3 separate regions of the Ovis aries genome follow, and regions 1 and 3 are each linked to region 2. Evidence: chromatin contacts called from public Hi-C data. All regions are on one chromosome and are shown on one strand. Each heading gives the region's core, a stretch centred on a gene start, on an enhancer-like site or on the middle of the called end of the contact. The rest is flanking DNA. Distances are from core to core; before and after follow the strand shown.

Region 1 (2,700 bases), core at 69-2,568, 180 kb after region 2:
TCAGCTTGACATTGTCAGATTGTTTTACCGTTTAGAAGTTTGAGCCCTGCTTCTATTTTCAAAATATAAAAGTGTATTGATGAGCCACTTGTTTACTGAGGAAATCATTAAGTTGGGCAGATGAAGGCTCACCCTGTAAACTGAAAAACATTTTGCTTTAACAATATATCTATTTTTCTCTCAAATCTTCAGGCATGTCAAGACACAATCTCTGGTTAATTAACTGTCCTTTGGCGCTCCCTTCTGGGAGATTTACTCATCGGCCTGTGTGCGTCCTCCCATGGAAGATGCATGGGTGAGACAGAAGTGGAAGCGGGTGGCTGAGAGAAGGCTTGGGGGTGGGAGTGGGGGAGTGTGGTGGTGAGGCAGTTCACCTGTCACTCAAGAACCTGTCAGCTGGATGGCCCCTGAATGGAGGCCACGCTTACACGTCAGGACCCCTTTAGAGTAGATCACTGCCTCTCTGCAGTGGGTTACTTCCTTATAAAAAAGGTGGCCCTACTACTCCTGTCACCTCTCGTCCATCACCTAACCCATTTAAGAATCCCTCGTCAGCTAGTTTCTCTGCGCAGGATAAAGCTGCAGCTCTAGCCTGGCACACAAGGCCTTTCACATTTGGTCTCCATCCTGCCTTGTCCAGTCTTGTTTCTTCTAACTGCTCATCGGATGCCCTGTGGACTTCACCCCCCAAGCAAGCCACTCTCCCTCATGCACCCGAGTCTTTGCCCCTGGGCAAAGCCTTTTCCTCTGTCTGGAGAGCCTGGTTCTCCATGCATCTCCTTGCAACCATATTTTCAAGTGGCCATGGCAAATAGCATCTCCCAAGGAAACCTTCCTCAGCTTTCCAGGCAGGCAGAAGTGCTCCTTGGCTGCCCAGGGTACCCTGTTTCTGCCACTAAATTAGTAATGTTCCCAGTGCTCTCTGACTGTGACTCTGTCCTCTCCAAGCATCCCCACCCTGTGACTTGGCCTCATGTCTTACTCTTTATTGCCTAGAGAGGGCCTACTGCTTGAGAAATATTTGTTGGATGAATGACTGTGCTTCTAGACTCTGGAGTTTGGGGTTCTGCTAATTGTGGGAGGACATCCCCAAAGATGTATTTAAGTTGTGTGTCTGACCCCGAATGAGCCCTGGAGCTGTGATGATGAGCTCTGAGGTGGGGAGATGGATAACATGATCTTCTGTGGTTCTGAGACGCTTTAGATCAGGCTCTGAGGGCAGGTGGGTCCCTGAAACTGACTGAGTTAATCACAGAAAGCAGTGTCCTGTGAGGTCATCTCAGGAATGCAATTAAGGGTCAGTTGTGCTGCTGAGGAAGCAGTTAAGAGTCACAGCACTGGCTGCCATAATTGGAGGCACTGAGGCTGGGCAGGATGTGGGACTTGGCAGAGGAGCCCCTGCTCTCACAACTGCCTCCAGCCTGAGCACCGAGGAGTCTCTAGGATAAAACACAGATCAAGACTGTGGATCAGCAGCAGCAACAGGTCAGTGCCTGGTCCGAGAGAGCTGCAGGGGTGGCTGGGTTGTGTGGGTCCAGGATATCCTGCACAGGTCCAGGATAAGCTGAAAGGAGTTGCTTACCCATTTTGGAGGATGTGTGCCTTGTAGATGGATGTCCCAATAGCATACTGTGGCCTCAAAAGGGTTAAGGACTTCCAAATCAAAAACATGTCTTATAACGCCAAAGACACTGACTGATTCCAGCTCCAAATGGTCAGTTGTGTGATTTGGGGAAATTCACTTAGGCCTTTTGGATTTCGTTTACTCCTCCGGAAAATGGGGCAGAGGCGTGATGCCTACTTTATAAGGTCATTGAGAGGACTGCATGGGATCCTGTGCATAAACTGCTTTGCCTAGGGCCTGACTGGCTCTGTAAGAGCTGGAACCAGTTGTCCTGAATCTTATCTGCCCAGAATCCAGGGAGGACAGCTGATGCTCTAGGATAGCCCTGCCTCCTGAAAACAGGGATCTCGTCTCTAAAAGAAGTGGGGAGCAGGGGGTTGAGGGCACCTGGTTCACCCATGTAGAGCACCTGGATGGGGCTTTGGGGTGACTGGAAGAGGCTGCAGCACCCCTGCATGCTCCTGACACTGGGGACTGAACAGCCCCACACACAGAGACTCTGGGGGCCCTGGAGGCGTGCAGATGGCACACAGACTCCTTCAGAGAGGGCCAGTCAGGGCAGGAGTGGGAGCAAGATGGGGGGCCCTGTGCTGTCTGTACTCAACCCCAAAAGGAAAACAATATTTGAGCACGTCTGGGGTTCTGGGTGGGGTAATTATCTCAATATTTTGTTTGTGTTACAAAATAGTTTATGGTAGTGGGTATCTTGCCTTCTCAAGGGGTTTAAAAATATTTCCATTGGGATATGTCATCTTGCTTCCAAGAGTCTAATTTCTTCTCATTCTTGATTTCGAGGGCTCCTTGATTTCTCGATTTTGAGGGCTCCTAAACTGAGGGCATGGTTGGGGGTGGGACAGGACACAGATCCTGTCTCCTGGGAGGCTGCTGGCTCAGGGAAGGGACAGAGCCCTGTCCTGAGTTTGTGGCAGTTTCCTGCAGGGCAGGGAGGCTGAGCCAAGTTTGCAAGGGATCAGGTGGGGAGGGCAGAGAGGAGCCCTTACACAAGTGGGCAGCAGATTCCTGGAGGAAGCAGCCACCTGCTGTGGCCTGGCCTCTGCCTGGCCTGCTCTGCTGTG
Region 2 (2,700 bases), core at 140-2,639:
AAGTTAATCTTTATTGTTTATTGTATGCACTCAGCAGATAATGTCTAAAGCCAGTGCCTGGAGTAAGAGGAGCATAAGCCACGAGCATAGCATGGTGGTGAACAGTGAGTACAGAGTAAACGGAAGAGAAACAGTTAAAATGATGTGTATTTGAAGACAGGACCTGCAGGAGGGCAGGGAATGCTCTTTTTCTTTTATTATTAAAAGCTTTTCTGAACGATTTAACTCTTGAAAATCTAGGTGCTTGCATGAGTTGGGTGAATATATGAAAAAGGAAGTGGCACTGGAAAATTAAAGCGCTTTCCAGGTGGTGCTAGTGGCTAGGAACCTGCTTGCCAATGCAGGAGATAGGGTATCGATCCCTGGGTTGGGAAGGTTCCCCTGGAGAAGGAAATAGCATCCCACTCCAGTATTCTTGCCTGGAAAATTCCATGGACAGAGGAGTCTGGCAGGCTGGTCACGAAGAGCAGGACACGACTGAGGGACTAACCCTTTCATTTTTCTTGCTGAGGGCCCTCTAAGAGTCCCAGTATCTGTGTCAGCCCTGGCCTGTGTGGCCAGTCCATGATGTTGTCTGGGGAACCTAGAAGGACACAGCAGGGGGTGATGGAAGGTAGGTAGGGGGGAAGCACCGGCCGTGCGGGTAATGAAGGCCCTGGGCCCTGGGGGGAGGTGAGGTCATCGCTTGCCTTCATGGGAGACGGGTGTGAGAACCACAGCACTGGTCAGGGAGGAGCTTCTGTCATGATCCACTCCCAGGGTGTGTGGATTTTCCAGTGTTTCCTCCTTTTTAACATATTCATCCAGCTCATGCAAACACCTATGTTTTAAAAAGTTAAAATAGCGCTTTAATAATGGGATTAATATCTAAGGGGAAAAAAAAATCAACACACCTTGATTCTCATTATCTCAGCAAAGTTCAGGGCAAGGTGACCCTGGTCTGTCCTCACCATCTGGAAGCTCAGCTGCTGTGTTTACCCTGGTTTGCGGCTGGAGATCTGGCCTGCAGCCGCTCTGTTCCTTGAGCTTGCTTTCACCTGCCTGAGGAAGCCAGGAGAAGTAGGGGATAGCCCCCAATCATAGAATGACCCCCAGGAAGCTCCCAATTTAAAGAGGGGAGACCCAAGTCCTGCTCTGAGCAGGAGACAGCCCCTGAACGCGAATCGCTGGTCTAATGGTAAGGATAAGGCTTCTGTCTGGGTGGGTTAGAGCAGGCCCGTGGGTCTCTCCCTTGCCCTTCCAGCCTGATGCCAAGAAGGTAAGGATGTGTCCTTGACTCCTGGGAGCAGTAGCTGTGGGGAATGGTATATGTGAGGGGTGGGGACATCAGCCCTCTCAGTTCAGAGAAGCAGGCAGGACAAAGGGGACGGACTGCAGAGCTGCCCAGGGCCTTTGCCGAAATCGGCCAGGAGAGGGCAGCAGCGTTACTCTAATAAGAGGAGCTGGGAGAGCGGGAAAAGGAGGGAGGTCATTCCCGTTTAGGGGACTCCGAGAGAGGGGTGGGGGAGGAGGGCGTGGCAACCCACGTCAGTGTTCTTGCCTGGAGAATCCCATGAACAGAGGAGCCTGGTGGGCTACTGTCCATGGGGTTGCAAAGAGTCGGAGACGACTGAAGTGACTTAGCGCACCTGTGCGCGTGTGTGTACACACACACACACACACACACACACACAAACACACACAGGAAAGAGGGTGGGGAGCGGTTTGCTGGAAGCTAGTGGAAGCAGACGTGGGTCCTTTGTATGTCTTTGTTTTGTTTTAGGTGGAAATTGAGGAAAAGATTAAATTTCACATGTAAATCATTGTTACATGTTGCTCATAGAGGTGTTTCAGAAAACAGTCTCCAGAGCAGAGATCAGCGTGAGGATGTAAAGTCTCCTACAGTTTGCAGGCATCTTGGGGAGGGCTTTGGACAGCTGTGGCACTGGGGAGACAGAGGCAGGGCAGGCCGGGCAGGGGCCGGGCACTGGTAGCAGTGGACAGGGAGGCAACAGAAGCAAGTTAGATGTTTTACTTATTTATTCGTTTATTTTAAGGTGGTTTTAGTATTTTAAAGTCTTTACTGAATTTGTTACAGTATTTCTTCTGGTTTTATGTTTTGGATTTTTGGCTTTCAGGTATGTGGGATCTTAGCTCCCCAACCAGGGAGCAAACCCGCAGTCTTAGCCACTGCGCTACACTGCCAAGGAAGTCCCAATTTATTTATTTTAAAAAATTTTATTTTTAATGAACATCTTTCTTGTATTTTTTTTTTAAATTTAATTTTTTGGCTGTCCTGAATGGCACGTGGGATCTTAATTCCCCGATCAGGAATCGAATTTGAGTCCTGTGCAGTGGAAGCCCAGAGTCTTAATTCCTGGACTGCCAGGTATTTTGATTTATAGATTCTGGTTGAGAGAAATATATAAAGGCCTGAAATATTTTGGAGATGAGTGCTGGAAAAATGTGAAATGGTCAGAGTTGGTGTTTGTGGTGTTTTGGGTGATACTGTAAGACCTGTGACTAACAAACACGAGACATGGGTTTGTCTTTGTGACATGGGTTGTGCTCTTTGGTGATGGCAGGCTGGACCTGCGTTGGGATGCTTCTGGAGAACATGCTGTTCACAAATAAAGCCACTGTGAACTTGTCCTTCTTGAAGTCAGAATTGAGGCAGGCAGAGCCGGCTCCCACCAGTTGGAGAATCTACAAGCCAGGGTG
Region 3 (2,700 bases), core at 34-2,533, 230 kb after region 2:
GTCCCAGCCTTCTGAGCACAGCATCTATGTCCCCCAAGTCACCACATTTGGAAAGAAAACAAAAAGATCCAGTGGAATGAATCTTCCTTTTCTTAGAGCTGCCGGATCATTTTCAGATCAGGGAAATAAACTAACATGTTATGGAGCGCTTTGTCCACACTGGTGCTGGGCTGGGTCCCTTCCCACATGAGGTTTATTTGTTTCCTACCAGAGAGCCTTTGGATTAGAAAAGTCCTCTTGGGTCTTCTAAGTTCATCTGATGCTTGCAGGCTCATTAGCTTCCTTCCAAGAGTCGCTGTCACTTGCTTCCCCTAGCCCCTTCCCAACACTCAGGTTTCAGCTCAAAGGTCGCCTCCTTGGAGGGACCCTTCATGTATTTAACGAGTTGCCTCTCTCCTGCCCAGTCCACACTGCCCACAGCACTCTATTGGCGGTGGATCTATCTGTGTTCTTGATTGGCCAACATGTTTGCCACGTGTCTCTCCCCTCAAGACAGTGGGTCCCTGTTGGCCACTACGTGCCCTGCCTGGGACGGAACCTAGCACCCTGTACAAGCTCAGGCTGTTGGTGCCACCTACTGCGGACCACCTCTAGTGACAGGGTCCAAATCCTGCTCCAAACACGGAGCCCACTGCCTTTGGAGGCTGGGTTGAGGGGCAGGAACATTTTCCTTGATGGTTGCACACTGCATCCCCATTCTCCATCCTTAGCCCAGACTGAGTCAGGTCTGCCAGGAATCCAGCCTTACCTTGAGAAAGTTTGGCAGCTCTTTTTGCACCAGCTGTTTGAGTTCTTTCCGGATCAGGGTTTCCGGGTCCCTTAGCCGTATAGAGTACTGGTGGAAGATGTTGATGATGGTTTCTATGCTGGATTCCATTTGTGACAATTGGTCCGCCATTTTTCTGCCTTCTGTTTGAGCAATGGAGTTGGATGCTTAGAAGACTGTCAAGCTTCCTTTGACCCTCCTACTGTCTGCACACAGGAATGAAGAGGAAAATACAGAATGAAAAGAAATTGGGGACTGCAACTGAACTGGGAGAAGACCCAGTTCCAGACATGAGAGGAATGGGTTATACAATGTCTAGGCAATGCCCAAAAGAGAGCCTTTGAGGACAGAAGACTGCAGCAGAGCATGGCCTAAGGAAAAGGGAAGGAAGCTTTAAAGTGAGCAGTCAATCAAGGAGGAAGATGGGTAAGGGGAGTGAAGAGTCAGTGGGCAGGCTCCGGCCCCGGGGTAGCTGGCAGCTCACTTACCCAAGCCGAGGAGCCGCACAGAAGGGTTTGACAGCAAGATGCGGGCCCAGTTTTTATACACCACTGATCGAGACACTCAGCCCTGTCGCGTGAAGATTGCTTCATAGGTGAGCCTATGTGGAAAGCCCAGGCTGGGCTGTTTCACTGCCAGGAAGGGGGCTGGGCCAGGACAGGAAGTGTTCACAGAGCTCTTTTTGACTTTTTGTGAAATTCCCCAGCCCTGGCCCGGAGCTGGTTTGGGAGGAAGCTAGTTGCTTAGTCCACTTCCCCTGCACCCCACACCCCTGTCCCCCCTGAGTGAGGCGGGAGGCAGGCTGCCCCTCTCTGGGACCCCTCGGAAGCCACCGAGGTTGCGCTCCCCACCTGTGATAGCCAGGGGCCGGTGGTGGCCTGAGGACCCCTGAGGCGGGCAACCCACCCTGGCTCCCCGTGTGGCAGCCCAACAAGGATGGCTGAGCCTTCCTGCGCCTGTCTGGCCTGGCTTTTAAGAGGGCGAGGGGTCTGCCTCCACTGTTTGGGCTGATGGAAAGTGCAGAGGACAGCCTGCCGCCGCCCTGCGTGGTTCCCTCCTCAGTTAGGGAATCTCCGTTTTAGGCCGTCGTCGGGGCAAGTTCGCCTGGGTGCCCCTTGTGTGTGCATCCACAGCGCCCTCTGCTGCCTCTATCAGGGCATGTTTCGCTCTGGACCAAGGATCCGAGACCCAAGCTCGCAGGAGCTAGAGACCTGGGGCCAAGCGGTGAAGCAGTGGGGGCTGAAGAGCACCCAGAGCACCGTCAGTAGCGCGACTTGTGACAGCAGACATGGGTCTCAGGGTTGGAGAGCCTAGAGAGCGGTGGCGACTGTGGCAAACGAGAGCATTCCTCACTTGAGGGGCCGCTGTTACTCATCCTCGGGGGAAGGCAGCCGCGTGAGAGAGTGGATCATTTAATGGACCTCCCAAAGGTTCAGGAAATCTGTTTTTTTTTTTTTTTTTTCTGTGAAAACTCTTGCTTATAAGACTCGTCAACTACTTTTAAAGGAAAATAAAAACGTTAACTATGGAACGTGGTATGTGCTGAACAAAGCAGGGCTGCAGGCCAACGCCTGAAGTTCTTGTCTTTCAGGTCTCTCTCCTCCACTCTGCCGAGGCTCCCCGAGCCAGGGGTGTGGCCTAAATCACCTCTGCGGTTCCAGGATGGAGCAAGAGCCTGCTAGGTAGGTAGGTGCAGAATGAACAGTTGTTGGATAAATAAGCGCAGGAATGGGGAAATGAATGAGTGTGAAATACACACAGGCCTGTTTGTTGCCCGGGGACTTTCTGCAGAGATGTTGGCTGGGACCATGCAGTGTTGGTTAGGATGGAAGTGACTGGGTGGGAGGAAAGGAGGGTCCGTGGTTGGTGGAGTGAGCAGCTGGACGGGGCATTGAAACTGAAGGGAGTCCACACTTGGGGGTCCTGTTTTGGCA

The links. A called contact is a pair of places that touch in the nucleus more often than the background predicts.
Region 1: a Hi-C map of tail adipose tissue shows a contact between it and region 2, with 5 times the contacts expected there. The contact joins the promoter of LOC105605551 here to the enhancer-like site in region 2. A contact is called at or near these places in 12 of 16 Hi-C or Micro-C datasets (blood, hypothalamus, liver and 5 more).
Region 3: a contact with region 2 is called in a Hi-C map of blood, with 4 times the contacts expected there. The contact joins the promoter of S100A9 here to the enhancer-like site in region 2. A contact is called at or near these places in 8 of 16 Hi-C or Micro-C datasets (blood, hypothalamus, liver and 3 more).

What each region holds. Positions count from the first base shown.
Region 1 is chr1:103,780,406-103,783,105 of ARS-UI_Ramb_v3.0, reverse strand. LOC105605551 (protein S100-A15A) reads left to right here and starts at 1,318. Exons shown (of 3, transcript XM_042254059.2): 1 at 1,318-1,485.
Region 2 is chr1:103,962,185-103,964,884 of ARS-UI_Ramb_v3.0, reverse strand. No RefSeq gene overlaps it. Among named protein-coding and RNA genes, the nearest start is that of S100A6, 31 kb to the left of the region's middle. Within about 2 kb of position 1,389, at least 7 of the 54 cell types and tissues checked have an H3K27ac peak or open chromatin away from gene starts, as enhancers often do.
Region 3 is chr1:103,734,249-103,736,948 of ARS-UI_Ramb_v3.0, reverse strand. It overlaps S100A9 (S100 calcium binding protein A9), which reads right to left and starts at 1,283. Exons shown (of 3, transcript XM_012181723.3): 1 at 1,255-1,283; 2 at 749-972. The coding sequence starts at 898.